Linked DNA regions of Macaca mulatta: all the other regions are linked to region 3. The links are chromatin contacts, called in public Hi-C maps. All regions are on one chromosome and are shown on one strand. The core of a region is the stretch at or near the end of the contact, and the rest is flanking DNA. Distances in the headings are between cores, read along the strand shown.

Region 1 (4,281 bases), core at 60-2,559, 250 kb before region 3:
TTCAAGTTTGATAATACCGTTTCAGATAGCTACAGTACTGGAAAATTTTCCCGTAACATCTATGCTAAATATTTTCTAAACAAAGTGATAAGGATCAGCAAATACTCATCTTACAAGAGGGAAATAGTTAACTTTCCTTTAAGAAGATGCTTAGGCCAGAGTGGTAAGAAATAAACAGATTTTAAATAGATGAAAAGGGGTGCTTCCCAATCATTTGGTCTGGGGCTTAGTTTTGTCAAACTCAGAAAGCAAGCATGTGATGGATAAATGGTTTTCCTCCCAACCCTGGGAGTTCATGACCCTGAGGCCATCTCCCGCACGTATTGCACCCAACCCGGCCTGAGCTTGAAAATGAGGGGAGGCGAATCTGTCAATTACTGAGGTTTAACATAGTTTACAAGAAGGACATTTTTTTTCTTTCTCTTTCCCGTCCTTCCTTTTTTCTTCTTTCTGAATCAGAATCAAAATCCTAGGGGAAATCGACTAGCTCCCAATTCCGTAAAGATTTTATTCCTGTAAGGATCCTCCCACCATGCAAAAACAGCTTGTGCTATATAAAAACCAAGACTGTAATCCCACTTGTTGCTTTCCCCGCCCTTTTCCCCCCAGTTTCTGGTCTCTTTACAGCAGCATCTCTCCCAGATCAGTCACTAAAAATCTTTAACTTTGCCTATTTTGATCTGAAAATTAAAGCTTATTTATTATGCATCCTGTTTGTTGTCCTTGAAGAACCCCAGCATTCATTTAAAGGGGTCCAGAATGACTTCTTAAACACATTTCTCTCTTTGCTGCAATTAAACAAAGTGGAGCTGTGATTAGTCCTCCACAGGGGGGAAAGAAAAAGACACCCTTGAATCAAAATGCGGGGACCTGGCTGGGCATTATTGCCTCACAATGCAGGAGTTTATTGCTGAAACCTGCTTATCCCAGAGCTCTGCACTCCATGGGAACTTCAGTCAGGTGGAAAGTTATTCTCTTCTCTGCAGCTTGAAGTATCGTAAGACCCGCTAAAACCCCTAAAGCTCTTCCTAGTAACTGAGACATTTAGGATAATCTTTATGAGAGTTTTGCATGAGCTTCTGCTTTTTGTTGCACTTAGAAGGAGAGTTAATGATGAGCTTTCACTGGCTTCTCCCTTTATTTTTTATTTATTTATTTTTTTAAATCTAAGCCAAAAAGCGCCTGTTTAAGTTAAGTACCACCTCCCTCCAGCCCTTGGGAAACCACTCAAGAGGGCTTTGCTTGGCTCTGTGTTCATGACACATAATGAAAACAATTTTACACTGTGGAGGGAAGTATTGAGCAATTACTGATGTAACAGCCACCTGCAGTAGCGAGCCCTGGCTGCAGCATGGCGCGGTTCATGAATATTTTATGGTGTGGTGTTATTTTGAATGGCTGGGGCAGGTGAAGGAGGCGAGGGTGTAATAAGTAACTCTGCTGGAGGCTGTGTAGCTGCTCTGTTTCCCCGCCGAGCCCACAGTGGAACACCAAGAAGCATCCTGACCCCGCCTGGATCGAGGCGAGGGCAGCTGAGGCAAGAGGCTATGACAAGTCACGGTGGGCACCCTTTACAAACCCTTGTCTGCCGATTTTACACACGATGTCCGGCTTGAAAAGCCTTGGCATCAATCTTGTCTGATTTAATTTGATAAATTAAGTGTGGATAAGGATTAAATGAGAATTTTGTAATGGAGAAAACTTGTTCTTACTCTTTAATCCAGTTAAGATAGTATGAGAGAAACCCTATAAAATCTAAAGTGGTTGCTAGAGAAAGCAAAGTTAAAAAAAGAGAGAGAGAGAGAATTGCCTTTTCACTTGGTAACATTATGTCCACATAGAAGTTGAATGAACGTGCTACTTTTTTTGCTTTCTGGTATTTGCATGTGAAATACACGCAACCCAGATACACACATATCTACCATCATACATGTATATTTTATGGAGGACCTAGAAATACAGGAGGGAAATAAGAATTGTAACATGTTTTACATAATAAAATATCGCTATTGAGATCATTTATGAATAGGTGGAATATTTTGAGTATCACTTTCTTTTTCAAACGTTATTTTTCAAACAGGAAATGTCAAGATTTAAACTGAGTATCATAGCATAAAGAATACATTTCTAGCATTTTGGACTTGGCTTCCTCCTGGCATACTTAAGATTTCAGGCACAAAAATCATATTGTATATGACCAAGATATAAACAGTCTAAAAATTATTTTACATAACAGTTATATGTCTATAGAATGGAGCTATATAAACAAATACTGGTTATCTAGACAATTGATGGAAATTCAAAACAATGCTGTATAAGACTCCATTAAAATTCTTTTTTTAATTTGTAATTTTTTTAAAGAATGATAGAGTGTGCTTTTGAGAAAGCGCCTGAGAAGGTTGTACATTAGACTTCAGGCTGATTATCTTTTCCGTGGAGAACATGCTTAGAAAAAAGATACAAAAGATTTACAGACTCCTTGGGCATAAATTGGCATAGACAACAGAAATTCTGACCAGAAGCACTGAAGGAAAATGTAGCCGAGTCGACATTCTGAGAATAGTGTGGGGCAACAGAGGAATTGCTACAGTGACAATTTGAAGATTATAAAACATACTCTTTAATCTTTTTGTAAGCGATACGTTTATAGGTGTGCTCATAACATTTCATAACATTACATAACATTAATTTAGAGCTTGTTCCAGAATGAAACAATGTGGGGATATGTTAAAATTTTCACTTTAACATTCACCTTGTAGTAAAATATTGAAGTATCACTCCTTCCAGTGGTTGACAATCCCATCTGCACTTCAAAAATTATAAAGTCAGATGCCAAAGATGATAAGTGTGTATACAATCTGGACATGAACCACTTTATCAAATGGCAGTACATTACCTAAATTCTAATATTATTTAGTATTGGCATTATTATCTAATGTGTCCATTGGAAGAATTATCTCAGCTTGCTTGACTTACCATTTATTGTCTATACATAAACTACAATGACAGTTCTTTTTAAATATTGATACTTTTCATTAACAAAGAGGAAACGATGACATCAGATGATCTTGAGAAAACATGTCATTGTGAGCCACCTCTCTCCACAAATTGTTGAATTCAAGAGCAATGCATAAAATACCAAATAGTGTTAATAACAGTAATAGTGATAGAAATTAACATATATTCAAGAAACTCCAAAATATTTAGTTTAATCTGACTATATGTACTTTTTCTGCTTCATAATATATGTTAAAGGTGCCGTGATTAGCAATTTTATAAGGATCAAATTATAAACATGCAGTAAATTTTAGTTTCTTATAATTAGATTTTCACTTTAAGAGATGTTAAACTCTGTATGTAAACGACATTATTTAAAAGCCACCCTTGTAAAAGAAAATTGCTGTTTGACAATTCTATAGAATATTTAAGAAAGGTAATTACACTGCTCTGGTTGTTAAAGATGCAGGTGTTGAAAAAAGTCACTGTTTCTGCTTTTGCATAAAACTCCGATGAGGAAGAGAAAAGAGACATGATGACATGACTCGACTGCCAAATCTTTATCATCAGAATATTGGTTCGCATTGTCTCCTTTTCCTCTCACAAGTAATACAATAATAATCAAAAAAAAAAAAAAAATCCCAGCCAATCCACCAAGGCTGAGCAGCTGTGATGAAAGAAAGCAGATATCTCTTTAAAATTCACAGGGGCTCTGTCTGCTGTTTTCAAATCAGATATTGAAATAAAATGTCAACAATAAAACATGGGGCCATTTAAAAAAATCAAAGGCTATACAGTAAAAGAGGGACCAAAAAGTGAATCACAGTAAAAATTTGTCTTGATTGACCCAGTTTCACAGAAATGCTTAAGTCTTTTTTGCTCATTTATTTACTCAAATACAGTTAACACTCAGATGCGAATGTAATTTTGAAATTACAAATTTAATTAAACCATGAACTAAATTCTTTAATTCAACTTCTTTTGTCTTATAATGTTAAGAAATACTGGACCTTGTGAAGCCCTAAATGTCTGAATTTTATTGAAGAGTAAGACAGTTTTCATGGACTGTAGTATTTTAGTCACAGAATTTACATGCATGCACATGTGTGTGCTCTCGCAGACACACACACATTCTGAGTGGCCAGTGTTATTGGAATGGATGTTCTCAGGGATATTGAATCCCTTAGCTTGACAGCAACCACAGGGCCTTTTCTGCATTTGAACATATATAAAGGCTTTGAAAGACATTTGTGTCATCATCTTTTTATATTGAATGAGGAACAG
Region 2 (4,122 bases), core at 334-2,833, 180 kb before region 3:
CTCCCATCATAGATCTCCCCTGCCCTCCAGAAAAGTAAAGTTCTCTTAAAAGTCTTTCTACAAAAATTATTTAGTATAAAGTCCCTCTACAAGGTGAGAGCTATTCTGGGTCCCGCTCCAAATTGACAGGACACTTGTTTTTAAAATCCCATGTTTTAGCAAACACCTGCACAAACGTCATCCTTCCACCTGTAAATACATGACTATACTAAAAGTTCAACAATTGAATTATGTGTCTAATTGTTCCAAAAGAATATACATTGCCAATACAAAGTCATAACTGTATTAGACCTCAATATCACCGTGAAATTGGTTGTTGTGAACACTTTTATAAGCAGCAGATAATAAACACATTTCTTTGCTTTCAAAGAATAAGTTGCTGTGCTGTAAATAAATCATTACATTACATCAAAGGTACTAAAATCAACAATCACCTGATCATCATCGGCAAGCCTTTTCTGAACTCCATTTTTTTCCTAATTAAATGAGAGAAGAGAGTAAAAGAAATCTTTGCAAAATATCCCACATACAATAGAGTTTCTAACTGTAGGGGGTAGAAAGATGCATCCATCTCCACTTACAGTATTAGAGAATGACTAAATTACTTGTCGCTCCCTTTCTGTACATACACTTATGAGTAATGATATAATTTGCTAAATCACACAAAAATAGGTAAACAGGATTCAATGTCGTACTATGCCCCATTTTTATGAGAATTCATGTGGATGCTGATTTTATAGAATCTTATTAGGGGAATTTTTTTTAAAAGCTGTCTTAGTTCTGTTCCAATTCAGGCTACATATATGTATTTACGTATTTTTAGCTTTGAACTATAGAATAGTCATGTTTTGCTGTGTTTTGGCATCTATATTCAGAACCTAAGATCTTAAAAATTCACTGTTTCTTAGTATGCTCACAACTCTCTCTTTTAAAATTAAGCTTTTATTCCAAGGCTGAATATTTGAGTCATTTAAAGCTCCCTTTTAAATGTTGACTGACCATAAAACTAGCAATGTGAATTTTATTTAAATTGATTTTGTATCTTCATCACCACTCCTTAAAACGAATCTTATTACTAGAGATAATGTATGTGTCAAAAAAGAAGCCTCAAATGCACTTCCTGTGCACTTGACAGGGTGACAAAATATTTCTCCTATCCTTTCCTAATTGAGCTGCAGTACAAAGGAGGACATTATAATAATATTAATAATAGTTACATGGATATTTGTAGGTACTGTGTAACCCTTCAGTCCATTTTCCCAGACAATGGTGACTACAAAGAGGCTTCAAAATAGAACATCGCACAATATGAATGCCACTTTTTTCTATCTTACATTTTAAAAACATCATTGAAATCAGAAAGTTCATTTACAAAGGACTGGCAGTTGCAATCACAGCAATAATGTAGTGCTGAGAAAAAAAGGGTAATTGGTTTGGTAAAGATCGCTTTCCATTACACCATAAAGCACTACACAATAGGAAAGGTCGCCAATTAAGCAATCATGAATACCAAGTACTGAAGCTGATGAAAATAGGGCAGTGGTTTAAATAGATTTGCAAGCAATTTACCTTTTCACAATGTTGGCAATCTGATGCAATTTGCTTGCAATTTTGTCTGCTTTCAGTAGCACTCGAAGCTGACACTACACAGACCAAATGGCAAAGAGGCCCTGCATAGAAAATGTAAAACTATCTTGGCTGCATCAGGAAACCAGAATGGTGGTTCATCAGGAAAATTACAACAATTAACATAAGTGCTGCAAAAATCAACACTTTAAATGTCACACTCACTAGTCTGTCCAAAGACTGTAAAAGTACCATCCCCGTTGCTGGACTAACAGTAAATATGAAGCAATCACCACCAAACCTTGGGGCTGATGGCTTTACAATTGATGTGACATTCTCTGAGTGATAAAATAGCCTCTCATTTTACAAAAGTAAGTATTTTTCTTTTTTAGACTTAACCTGGATTATGTCAACACAAAATTTACGTTTAATTTTTTTCAACTTTTTCGACAAAGCCATTTCATGCCAGTGTGGGTGTAGTTGGTCTTGACATTTAAAAAATAACTTTATATTTCAGAGAATTAGAGCCAAGTTGATAAAAAATAATCCCTCCTCAAATATTGATCTGGTGCTTTCAAATGTAAATCATGCTCCAGATTTATGTTGAAAGCTGTTATACAGTGTGAGGTACAGTGTGTCTGACCAGAGCCTATTTTATTATCTTAGAGAGGGCTCCAAAAAGGCATCTGTGGATATTCTCCTGAGGACTGGTTGGAATTACAGATGCCATCACATGTCTATATGAATGTATTCCCAGCTAAAAGTTAGACACCCTGAAAATAATTGATAACTTCTGCTTTGGTTCCCATGTTTGAAGAAGCTATAAATTTGTCAGGCCTTGAGGAGAATTGGCTTATAGTGTAAACCTAATGATTTCTCAGTGAACTGGGAGGATCTCGTGGTGAGAGAACAAGAATAGAGTGTCAGAAAATCTAAGTTTAATTTTCATCTCTATATTGGCTGACTGAGAGAGTTATTTTAGGCCTATATCTATGAGGGCCGGTCTTCCTGTTTTGAGTGAACTGACATCATTTTGGCTTAAGAACAAGGCTGGATATTTATCCTCGTGAATGTCCTTGTCTTGCTTGAGTTCAGACACCATGATTTCCATACCAGCAAAGAAAGAGCATCAGACATGCATGTATGGGAGATACTCATAGTAAAGAGGAAACAGTTTTATTATGAAGATTTTTATTCGTGAAAAGGCCTATTGTGAAAATAGCAACTCCATTTTGTAACAGCTTTTACTGTATCACAGGGCTCATCTTTGACTCCTTCCAGTCTACAGAAAATAATTTCTTACAAGGGAATTCAGAGTTGACGTGTAGCATTCAGATTTGTCTGTAACAATGGGACCTAATGTATTGTGGTGACACATGACTCTAGCATTCTTCTGGAGATGCCCTCTCAAATCATTGCTAACACGGTGCTTCATTCTGTCAAGAGGTACTTCCCTCACATACTTTACTCACTGCTACTTTGTACCAAACAACAGTAGCAACTCCGGGGAAGAGTTTTATCGGCTGCCTCTTCTCTTGACCATCTTAAGGAACATCAGCAAGCAGTTCCCTACTGCTGGTGTCGCAGAGAGTGTGATCTAAATTACTCAATGAGGGTCATCCCTGAGCAATGAGGGCATTGTCCAGGGGACTATGGCCCAACGTTGGCCATGTTGGCTCTTCAGAAACAAGTCCATTACTTGACTGAAAGTAGAGGGGTTAGCCTCTGTGGGAGAGGCAGAGTCATTTTAGAAGGATTTACATTTTCTGTAATGTGAAGCTTGCAGAAGGATATAATAATTCTCTCTCTGGTTTTAGGTGGCCTGTGTGCAACTGTGTTCTGAAGAAATGCATGCATTTTCTAACTGTTCTCTGACAGACTCAAGAACAAGTCACTACAAGAAGGGAGTGACCTTCTGTTGCCATCCACAACATGACAGGGATGATTCCACGGAAGGATGGCATCAGCGGTCTTGAGAGTAAATTACAGGCTAGGAATAGCAATAAGAGATTTGCTATCTCACCAGTACAAAACACTCAAAAGTTTGCAAGATCGCTTCCAGAGAAACAAACATTGAGAAGAATTAGCTCCTCATACCCTCATGTGTGTATGTGTCTGTGTTTAAGAGTGTGTGTGTGTGTGTGTGTGTGTGTGTGTTTGTGTGACTCAGGATGTTTAAAGGAGTGCTACACAAGAGGATGGGCAGAAACCATAGTTAATTTTGATAAATATAATGACCTGAGGGATTTTTTTTTTCTCAGCCTTTGATTGGTACCACCGAAAACAATTATTACTGGTTAATTTAGTTGCTGGCATAGTGCATAGTAAATATTTTTGTTGTATCACTCTTTATTAACTGCAGAAAAAGCCTTTCAAATGTATTTATTAAGTTAGTCAAAATCACACACAGCAACTGTATTAACCATAAAGCATATAGTGCTAGAATCATCAAAAGTATTTCAAAGTCACTATCGTAGTCCTAATTCCTCATAGAGAAATTAGAATTTAATGGAATTCACACCTCGGAGACTTGGATTTTAAAGATAAAGTTTCCCA
Region 3 (4,536 bases), core at 894-3,393:
CCTCCCCTAGAGTGAGACGTGCACTTCTAAAGCAGAATTCCACCTCAGGAAAAAAAAAAAAAAGCCACGGCATCAAAGAAACAACTCACGGGCGCGCAGGCGCGCATCCACGTCCCAACGCATCCCTAAAAATACCCCTTAGACTCTCAACCTTTCTACTGTTTCGCTGGAGAGCCGGGAAAGAAAAGGTGGGTATCAAGATCTTCTTCAAAAATGTAGTGACGGTGTTTACCCAGATAAGAAGAAAAAAAAAATCACTCAATATTTTAGGTACAAGGAGCCAAAGGAAGTTGGCGACGGGGGCAGCGTTTGTGAATATTTATTCACTCAGCCTCCATCAACTTAGTCGGTTTCCCTCTTCAGCTCGACAGTCTCTCTCTTACAAACACACTTTATTGCATTGTTCCCATTCCCCACTACCAGCTTCGGTGCGCGCACACAACACAAGCGCCCACACACACCCTCCCTTTTCTCTGTCGCACAAACACACATATTCACAGCCCTCCTTCTTCCCCAACACCAAACACACTCACCCCCCACCCACTTTAGTCCCTCTTTCCTCCCTAGGTTTGTCAGACTCACAGTTACACTCCCGTACACTCACACCCTTCCCCTCAACACTTAATTGCTCTGTCTCTCTACCCCGCTTTGTCCCACACTCAGTTATCCTATCACACAACCCTCCCTTTTCTGCACTCTCTCCACTCCCCCATTTACCACACTGTCACAGTTACAGTGTCACACCCACATCCCCCCCCTCCCGTCTCCGCACTGTCCTGTCCTCGGCCTGGTCACACTCGCACACAGTTACATTGTTACACACACACTCACACCCGCGCGCGCGCGCGCGCTTTGCGCTTTGTAACACACGCAGCCGCCCCCGCCCCCTCCGCTCCCACTCCCCCATCCACCACGGCGGCAGGCGGCGGCGCCGATGACCTCACGGCGCGCGCGCCGCGCGGCCCGGCGAGGCCACAGATTGGCTGGCCGCGCCTCCGCGGCACTTCAAAGCCGGAGAGGGAGCTACAATTGTGGTGGAATGGGCGGAACTGATCATTGTATTGCACACCTCTAAAAAAAACACTGCCTCTGATTTATCAATATAAAAAAGATCCTCTGAGAGGAGGAGGGCACTTTTGTGTGATGGCAACTTCACTTCTAGGGGTGAGTCTCAGGATTTTCTCTTGCTGGTTTAATTAGTTTCCTTTTATTGCCGATTGGAGGGGGTTAAAGTCGCCCCGGCCAGGCCACGGGCTATCAGTCTCTCTATTGAGAGCTTTTTTTTTTTTTTTTTTTTCCTTTAAATACAAGTGAGTTTGGAGAAAAGAAAAAGGGGGAGAAGGGGGCAGAGTCACTTTTTTTCAGCGCAGGAAAAGGTTCGAAGGGTATTTAGACAAGCCACCGCGCAGCGCCTGACTGCTCCCTGCCCGGGAGACCTGCGCCCAGCCCATTTTACAGGCACCGATTTCGGGGGTAAAGAGAGCAAGGTTTTCCTACTGGGCAAAGTGCAGATCTTCCCCTAACCCTTAAAAAAAATTCTGCAGCCCGCCTTGTCTCGCAGGTACGTTGAACTCGTCTCGTTTTTACTATTGTAGATATGCTTTTAAAAAAAGAAAGAAAGAAAGAAAGAGTGAGCGCTACAGGTTGACCTCTTTTGGCCTGGGAGAAACAACCCAGGATGGGTTTCTGGGGACCGGAACAGGTTTTTCAAAGCTCTCAGGATTACAGGGGAAGCGCTCCTGAAAGCAATCCAATGGTTTTCCCCCAGGCTTCTCGGCAAAGAAAACTTCCTTCCTTTCCAATCTGGACTTTTTGCTTGTTTGTTACGAAGTGTCTGGGGCCTTGTGTGCAAGAGAGTGTTGTTTTAGGTGAGAATACTTGTCAAACTCTTCTTTAGCGTGGTGCTTTGCTCCCGAATCAGACGCCGGCAGCCAAACTTGTCCCCTCCTGTAGAGTAGGAAGCGGCCGGGCACCGGGGCTGTTGGGGGTGCCAGGTGAGTTGGTGGCGGCGCGCCGCAGCGAGAGATGGGGTGCAGTGGGGCGCTTTGGAGGCTACCGGGAGACTGATGCACATTTCTTCCTTTCCTCCCCCACCGGTCCTTTGCCCACCTCCCCTCCCCCACTCCTTCTCTCCTTCTCGCAGGAAGAACCGAGGTTGGGATCGACTCCTCTGGCCATGCTTGCTGCTACCTGTAATAAGATCGGTAGCCCCAGCCCATCTCCCTCCTCCCTCTCGGACAGCTCTTCTTCCTTCGGCAAAGGCTTCCACCCCTGGAAACGCTCCTCGTCCTCTTCTTCCTCCAGCTGCAACGTAGTGGGTTCCAGTCTCTCAAGCTTCGGCGTGTCCGGGGCCTCCAGGAACGGCGGTTCGTCCTCAGCGGCTGCGGCGGCCGCTGCAGCAGCCGCGGCTGCTGCGGCCCTGGTGTCCGACTCTTTCAGCTGCGGCGGCTCGCCTGGCTCCAGCGCCTTCTCCCTCACCTCCAGCAGCGCCGCAGCCGCCGCCGCCGCCGCCGCAGCTGCCGCCTCCAGTTCGCCCTTCGCCAACGACTACTCTGTTTTCCAGGCCCCCGGAGTCTCTGGCGGCAGCAGCGGCGGCGGCGGCGGGGGCGGCGGCGGCGGCTCCTCCGCGCACTCGCAGGACGGCTCCCACCAGCCGGTGTTCATCTCCAAGGTGCACACCTCTGTGGATGGGCTGCAGGGCATCTACCCGCGGGTGGGCATGGCGCACCCGTACGAGTCGTGGTTCAAGCCCTCGCACCCGGGCCTGGGTGCTGCAGGAGAGGTGGGCTCGGCCGGCGCCTCCAGCTGGTGGGACGTGGGGGCCGGCTGGATCGACGTGCAGAACCCGAACGGCGCGGCTGCGCTGCCCGGCTCGCTGCACCCTGCCGCCGGGGGGCTCCAAACCTCGCTGCACTCGCCGCTCGGAGGCTACAACTCGGATTACTCGGGCCTGAGTCACTCAGCCTTTAGCAGCGGCGCCTCCTCGCACCTGCTCAGCCCTGCCGGGCAGCATCTCATGGACGGCTTCAAGCCAGTGCTGCCCGGCTCCTACCCAGACTCGGCCCCGTCGCCGCTGGCCGGCGCGGGGGGCTCCATGTTGAGCGCTGGGCCTTCGGCGCCGCTGGGGGGCTCCCCGCGCTCCTCAGCTCGACGCTACTCTGGCCGCGCCACCTGCGACTGCCCCAACTGCCAGGAGGCAGAGCGGCTGGGCCCTGCCGGGGCGAGCTTGCGGCGCAAGGGCCTGCACAGCTGCCACATCCCGGGCTGCGGCAAGGTGTATGGCAAGACTTCGCACCTCAAGGCGCACCTGCGCTGGCACACGGGCGAGCGGCCCTTCGTGTGCAACTGGCTCTTCTGCGGCAAGCGCTTCACACGCTCCGACGAGCTGCAGCGGCACCTGCGGACCCACACCGGCGAGAAACGCTTCGCCTGTCCAGTTTGCAATAAGCGCTTCATGCGCAGCGACCACCTCAGCAAGCACGTGAAGACGCACAGCGGCGGCGGCGGCGGCGGCTCGGCGGGCTCAGGCAGCGGCGGCAAGAAGGGCAGCGACACCGACAGCGAGCACAGCGCAGCGGGCAGCCCGCCCTGCCACTCCCCAGAGCTGCTGCAGCCCCCCGAGCCCGGGCACCGCAACGGCCTAGAGTGACGCCTACCCTGCGCCCGCCTCTCTCCCCGACCTCCTCCCACCGAGTCCTCTTGGGCCCTGTCTGTCCCGGCTTCAACTCCAGCCTCTCCCTATTGCATCCGACTCGCTCTCTGTCTCTTTCTGTTTCTGCCCCTCCTCTTCCTTCTGTGACTTAACTTTGTAAAGGGGATATGGACATGTAAGTAAAACTCATCCAGGCCCTGGCTTTCCCTTTCCGCGGGTAACGCTGTCTGAACCCTGTGCAGCTGGAACCCGCGCCTTGCCGGGCCTTTATTTCTCGTTCTTCCCTCCTTGTCCTCCCCTTCTCCACCCCCAGGTTGTGATGGGCGTAACTTTTAGAGGGAAGCGGCCACTGGAGGTAGAGCTGGACTAATCCAGTGCCTGGTAGACTGCGGGCCTCGGCACGGGCAGGAGCGGCCCGGCTGAGCAAGCCGGAGCCGGAGCAGTGGGGAGGGCGAGGCTGGAGGCCTGGGCAGAACAGCGCCACCCGGGCTGTCGCCGACTTGGTTCCAGAGCCGCTGACCTAGGCACCTCGACTTTGGAGCACACTGCCAGGCCCCTGGGCATCGCCGGATGCCCTGCGCAGGCTGTCGGGGCTTGGTGGGGTGTCCTTTTGGCAGCACCGAGACCCAGAGTTTGCAGAGTTTAGATCTCCCAATATCAGCTCTGCCTCTTTTTCTTTGTTCCCTGAGGTGGAACCGATGCAAGTTTCAGCAAAGGGCAGTCTTGTCGAATCGCTGCAGCAGCTTTCTTTCATCTTTATAGCATATATTTTATTTTTAACTAAAAAACTGAGGGGAAAATAGCAACCTTCCACTTGGTTTCCCTTCTATGAGAGTTTTTTCCTCTAACGGAGAGCAAGTCTTTCTCTCGAAACTGCTAGTATT

What was found. Hi-C and Micro-C count contacts between places; a contact is called where the count stands out from the background.
Region 1: a Hi-C map of fetal cortex germinal zone shows a contact between it and region 3, with 2.1 times the contacts expected there. The contact joins the enhancer-like site here to the promoter of SP8 in region 3. A contact is called at or near these places in 2 of 14 Hi-C or Micro-C datasets (fetal cortex germinal zone and fetal cortical plate).
Region 2: a Hi-C map of fetal cortex germinal zone shows a contact between it and region 3, with 6 times the contacts expected there. The contact joins the enhancer-like site here to the promoter of SP8 in region 3. A contact is called at or near these places in 2 of 14 Hi-C or Micro-C datasets (fetal cortex germinal zone and fetal cortical plate).

The regions. Positions count from the first base shown.
Region 1 is chr3:107,267,617-107,271,897 of T2T-MMU8v2.0, forward strand. No RefSeq gene overlaps it. Among named protein-coding and RNA genes, the nearest start is that of SP8, 250 kb to the right of the region's middle. Within about 2 kb of position 1,310, at least 3 of the 40 cell types and tissues checked have an H3K27ac peak or open chromatin away from gene starts, as enhancers often do. A contact at or near this core is called in fetal cortex germinal zone, where this site is marked.
Region 2 is chr3:107,329,263-107,333,384 of T2T-MMU8v2.0, forward strand. The region is part of intron 2 of LOC106997486 (a long non-coding RNA gene); the gene reads right to left. Among named protein-coding and RNA genes, the nearest start is that of SP8, 180 kb to the right of the region's middle. Within about 2 kb of position 1,584, at least 2 of the 40 cell types and tissues checked have an H3K27ac peak or open chromatin away from gene starts, as enhancers often do. A contact at or near this core is called in fetal cortex germinal zone, where this site is marked.
Region 3 is chr3:107,513,101-107,517,636 of T2T-MMU8v2.0, forward strand. It overlaps SP8 (Sp8 transcription factor), which reads left to right and starts at 2,144. Exons shown (of 1, transcript XM_001102781.5): 1 at 2,144-4,536. The coding sequence starts at 2,177. The coding sequence ends at 3,649.